Regions from separate parts of the Mus musculus genome. Here region 1 is linked to region 2. Evidence: chromatin contacts called from public ChIA-PET data. All regions are on one chromosome and are shown on one strand. The core of a region is the stretch at or near the end of the contact, and the rest is flanking DNA. Distances in the headings are between cores, read along the strand shown.

Evidence for each region. ChIA-PET counts read pairs in DNA pulled down with a chosen protein or histone mark.
Region 1: an RNA polymerase II ChIA-PET map of memory CD8 T cells shows a contact between it and region 2, with 37 read pairs. The contact joins the promoter of Dmac2 here to the promoter of Gsk3a in region 2. A contact is called at or near these places in 8 of 39 promoter capture datasets (the 3T3-L1 cell line, 3T3-L1-derived adipocytes, hippocampal neurons and 4 more), 5 of 484 Hi-C or Micro-C datasets (B cells, Sertoli cells, cardiomyocytes and 2 more), 5 of 115 datasets of contacts at active chromatin or transcription factors (craniofacial prominence, embryonic forebrain, memory CD8 T cells and 2 more) and 4 of 9 other capture datasets (adipose tissue, liver, macrophages and 1 more).

Annotation. Positions count from the first base shown.
Region 1 is chr7:25,617,978-25,620,677 of GRCm38.p6, reverse strand. It overlaps Dmac2 (distal membrane arm assembly complex 2), which reads right to left and starts at 1,264. Exons shown (of 6, transcript NM_001290487.1): 1 at 1,218-1,264. The coding sequence starts at 1,235. It overlaps Gm38969 (a long non-coding RNA gene), which reads left to right and starts at 1,017. Exons shown (of 2, transcript XR_881901.3): 1 at 1,017-1,243; 2 at 1,693-2,010.
Region 2 is chr7:25,236,534-25,239,233 of GRCm38.p6, reverse strand. Gsk3a (glycogen synthase kinase 3 alpha) reads left to right here and starts at 1,383. Exons shown (of 11, transcript NM_001031667.1): 1 at 1,383-1,856. The coding sequence starts at 1,574.

The DNA.
Region 1 (2,700 bases), core at 15-2,514, 380 kb before region 2:
CCTCAATCCTTAACCTTTGGGATTCAAAACATTTCTCCAAAGTCTTCCATTTAACCAACCATAAATTCATTCTTGAATGCAGCCAGTCTTGGTTTTCTCAGGTTCTTCTAATTTCCCACCAAGTCCTTATTTTTTTTTCCCAAACTACCATTATACTTTCATTTCTCACCAGTTCACTCCTGGGGGTTGGGGTGGTGGTGGTGGAATACGTACGTGCATAGTGTGCATTCAAATGTGTAGGTGTCCTTGCACGAATGTGCCCATGTATGGAGGCCAGCTGTCTTCCTCAATTGCCCCTGGCTTTATAGATCAAGGCAGGGTCTCTCACTTGTACCTGCAGCACCCCAACTCAGGTAGCCCAGCCAGTGGGTTTGCTTGAGGAATCAACTGTCTTTACCTCCAGAGTGCTGGGATTCCAGGTGAGCAGACATGCCCCGCTTCTACCAACTCTGGCCTTCATGCCTCAAGCACATGTGCTTCAATAATGAACCATTTCCCCAGCCCAAATTTTACCCAGTTCTCCCTAGGATTTTGCCAAATGGCTGATTTCTTTGCCATCCTGTCCACGTAACCTTCACCTTTACAGGTAGCGCTGGAAATGGAACCCACGGCAATGAGTACCAACAAAATACTCTACTACTAAATACATTCTCCAGGTTAACGAAGCTCTAGGAATCCCCCTCAGGTTCTTCCTCGGACCTCCAAATTAACTTCCTGGCTCCCGCCTGCACACCCTGTTCTTTGATTTTTGTTTGTTTCCTATTAAGGTTTAGTTATTTATTTACAGGCAGGATTTTACGTTGCCCTGCCTGCCCTCCAACTTGATACACAAAAGGATAACCTTGAACTCCTGATCCTGCTGCCTCCACCTCCCAAATACTGGGATTACAAGATCCTTAAATTCCCCCCAGGAATTTCGCGCAAAAGCATCATTAGTTCTACATCACCTCCAAACCCTTATCCCGTCCTTTCCCCCCAGGAAGAGCTGTCCTACTCCGCTGATTGGCTAAGCCACCCTCATCCCATTGGTTTCTCTATCAAGCGACTCGAGACTCTCTGTGGCCCTCGGCAGCCCCAGACGGCGTCTCCCGAGCGAGGTCCGGCAGGAGACGCTCTGTTTCCGCAGACTTTTGTTTCCCAGGAGGCTGAGAGAGGTCTCGAGAACCGAGCTACAAAGTGAACCATAGTTCCGGGACGCGGACGCTGCGGTCACCTACCGCTCTGGGCGCCGCCATCTTGCCAGGTAACGTAAACAGAAGAGGCAGGACGTTCCCTCCTAACACGTGGTTCAGACACCAAGGGCCACGCGTGTGGCCACGCCCCCTTCTGTTTTAGCCCGCCTTTTAAAGGCGCGCGTGCGGAGGAGACGGTCTTTCCTGTAAAGGATCTACTCCTCCCACTCCACCCCACCCCCGAGTGCGGTCGCAATTCTCTTGCGTTCATTGGTTTTTCAGTTTACACCCGATATCTCTACAGCAGAATCAGTACGACTGATTATGATTTTTTATTTATTGTTATTGTGCGTATACACGCGTGACATTCCGCGGCGCAGGTGTAGAGATGAGCCGAGTCTGGGTCCAGGAAGCGAACTGAGATCCACTGGCTTGCACAGCAAGCACCTTTACCCACGGAGCTACTTTGCTACCCTATTATTAGGTTTTTAAATTTTATTTTCTCTGTGTGTGCATGTAGCTCTACACCACGTGTGTTCAATGCCTTGGAGACCAGACGAGGACGCTGGATCCCTGGAATTGGAGTTGGCAGCCCCCGTGTGTGTGTGCTGAGAATTGAACCCAGATCTTCTGAAGGAGTAGTCAGTGCTCTTAACTGCCACTGAGACGTCTCTCCTCAGCGATGAGGTAGAGGCAGATTAGACTTGAGTATAAGAGACTATCTTTAGTTTGGAGTTCACATCTATACTTATTAAGAGAGTTATTACTTTTACATAAAGTCTCTCATGTATGGTATATTTGCCATGAACTTTTTTCAATTAAAAGCGTATATTTATCATTAATGTGTGTATGTGTTTTATGTATATGAGTGCAGGCACACTTGTGCTGTGGACAGAAGTTTATGAGGTGCTGGGGACTAAACCTCAGACCTCCTTCATGCTAGGCTAGCTCTTTACCAACTGAGCCACATCCACAGCCCTCAGTGTGAACTCTTGGTGGATTCTCTTCATTCATTCATTCATTCATGTTTGCTGAGCACTCGCAGTGGGTGCTGGGGTCGCACTAACAGCCCTTTTCTTAGGTAGTCATCATTCTAGGTAGAAAGACAATAGGTAAGAAATGAACACAAAATTAAAACTAGTGTTTGATAAAAAAAAGTAGGTAAAAACGGGCAATATATTAGGGTGTGGCGGGGTATAGGGCAGCAGTGAAGGTCTGTAGAGCAGGTGCATTTAACTGCAATGAGTGACAGGAGAGTCACCTACCCCAAGGCTTGGATAAAGGTGTTCAGGCAGAGGTAACAGCCTGTACAAAAAGCCTGAGGTCTTTGTCAGCTTGCAGAGAGGTGGAGACTTGACCAGAGTTGGGCAGTAGTGCTGGCTGCCTGGCTGCCCAGCAGGGGTTCATTCTAGTCACAGAGGGAGAGAGGACTTTCAGAGTCTGATTGACTTGTTGCAAATGTAACATGTTACATGAAGGATGATTCTGAGAGGACAGAGGTGGCCTTGAGACCAGCAAAGCGACTACT
Region 2 (2,700 bases), core at 134-2,633:
AATTAGGACGAACACAGGCTGCGAGTAAAGTAGAGCACAGACTCCGTTTCTGAGGCACGAGAGCTGACAGCATTTTGACCTCTGTCTCTGCGCCCCCCCCCCAGCCCCCAGTTTCCTACTTTGGTGCGACTTTTCCCGGGTATTAATTGATTAACAGGAGACTCGACATACTCAAGAAAGCTGAAACTCCTTCGTGTAGTCGGCTCCCTTCATTCAGATTATCTAGAATCCTGTAATCTAGGAAGAGGATAGACGCAAAAAATTGGGGGTTCAGGACAGAAATTCTCTCTTTTTTTAAATCCTGCAGCTCATCTTCTTGGTCCTAACCATATTGCTAGGGAAAAAGGTAGACTATCGGAAAACAAATGTTCTGAGGCATAGTCGGGACTGTTTACTGTACTAAATCCGTTGAGAATGTAAGGAGACGTTATTCTCTTCTCTATATGTGGTTGCTTGGGACTACTTTTTCTAGCACTCACTTATCGGTTTAGGTCTTAGACCTAGGGATCAGAGAAGACATTGTAACACATTATAGTCTCCCTTGGGAACAATTGTCCTTAACCTTTCACCTACACTCTCAGCCACAGTACTCCCTTTGGACTACAGCTCCCACGAAGCCCCAGAGCCTAGCTTCACGAAGAGTCAGAGTCTACTGTGGATTATTCCCAGCATGCTTCTGGTTGCTGGTAGCTCTCATCAGCCTCGTCAATGGTGAGGCAATATTGAACTTCATTTCCCAGAAGACACCAGGCTCATTGAAGCGACGCGCATAACTCTTGGTGTCGACTACATTTCCCGGAAGGAACTGCGACGCTGCTAGCTGGCCTGAGAGAGCGCGATGCCTATTCTACTTCCTATCAGTTCCTTCCAGTTACAGTATCTACTTAAGGTTTGAGGAGCATCTGAGACTTCATTTCCTATAGTGCTTTATCAACCATTCTACACCTGCAATGCGGTGAGGGCGTGGTGATGACTCCATTTCCCAGTGTGCTTCACAGCCAGAGTACTAAGTATTCACGGGTGCGGACTCGATTTCCCAGAATGCACGCGGTGCAGGAAGTCACCGATGGCCCACAGATTGGGTGGGTGGCTGGACTCCATTTCCCGGCGTGCATCATTCTTGGATGCTGCTCAGTATTGGAGTGGCTAAGATTTCGTTTCTGAGATACTCTAAGGGACTTGCTTTTTCCTCTGTGTAGTGAGTGTGTGGCTCTGACTGTGTTTTTCAAAGTGCTTCCAAGTTAGCTTTTGGCAGAGTCGGGTGACATTAGCCAGGACTCTATTTCCCGGTGTGCAGCGCGAGCCGTCACACCCCGCCCCCAGCAGTCAGCTACTCTGAGGGTTTGAGAACTCCATTTCCCAGAGTGCTGTGCGGGTCGAGGGTGGTGACAACGAAGCCGACGGCAGAGGGACTTCATCTCCCGGCGTGCCCCGCGGCGGGCGCTGGGCCGGAGCCGGAGCCCGAACGGCGCGGCCTGGAAGAGGCCGGAGCCCAGGGGAGGCGGCGGCAGAGGCAGCGGCGGGGGCAGCCCAGGCAGCCCGAGCCCCGCGGCCTGGGCCTGCGCTCGGCGCCATGAGCGGCGGCGGGCCTTCGGGAGGCGGCCCTGGGGGCTCGGGCCGGGCGCGGACCAGCTCGTTCGCGGAGCCAGGAGGCGGAGGCGGAGGTGGTGGCGGCGGCCCCGGGGGCTCGGCCTCTGGCCCAGGAGGCACTGGCGGCGGGAAAGCGTCAGTCGGGGCTATGGGTGGGGGCGTGGGAGCCTCGAGCTCCGGGGGTGGCCCCAGCGGCAGCGGCGGAGGAGGCAGCGGTGGCCCCGGCGCGGGCACTAGCTTCCCGCCGCCGGGAGTGAAGCTGGGCCGTGAGTACTTAGGGGCGCCCTGTGGGGTGGTGATCTGGGTTTCCCAAGCGCATCAAACGGCAACCAGATTCTTTCATGTACCCAGAGAGAAGCTCGAGGTCACCGTGCTGCTTTAAGCCAGGATCGGAGCTTTCTGTCTCCGAGATAAAGGAGTTTGAGGGTTTACCATCACTTGGAGTTTAGATTCAGAATTACCAACACCCAAGAAACAGAGGTCACAGGTCCTATTCTTCCAGTTATCAAGGTCTCGAGTACTTGACGACGTTGCCATCCACAGGAGACTAGGATCAGAGGTCATAGTTACTTGCCAATTTGATCTAGGATTGTTGTCCCCTAAGAGACAAGAATATGATTTCTGTCACTATCCTGTATGAAAAGGGGGCTATTCGTTTCCTTCCCATCAAAATTGGTGATTTGGATAGGATATCCTTTAGAAACACCGATTCAGAATTATTAATGTTTCCACAGAAAAGGGCCAGGTTTAAACCATACGGCCTGACATTATCACCTAACCCACTGAAAACGTTTAGACTTGTAGTCAGTCCTCGATGATGGCAGTAAATAATCACTATTGTTTATAGATAAGAATAGCTTGGGAATAAACACAGGCTTCTAAGAAAGCTCATTGTCAGTTTTCTTTTAAAACAAGGTGAGGGAGCAGGGTTCTTTAGCAAAAATGGAGTGGGGGGGCACAGGTCACACCTCTTATAAAATATGGTTTTGAAGTGGCTGGTACTGGCTCTGAAAAAATAAATAGCCATGTGGTAGTATTTTTCAAAATATCCCTCACTGTCCCCCTTGCAAATTGCCTTTGTTGGTAAGTTTCCTAAAGGGAGTGGGTCCC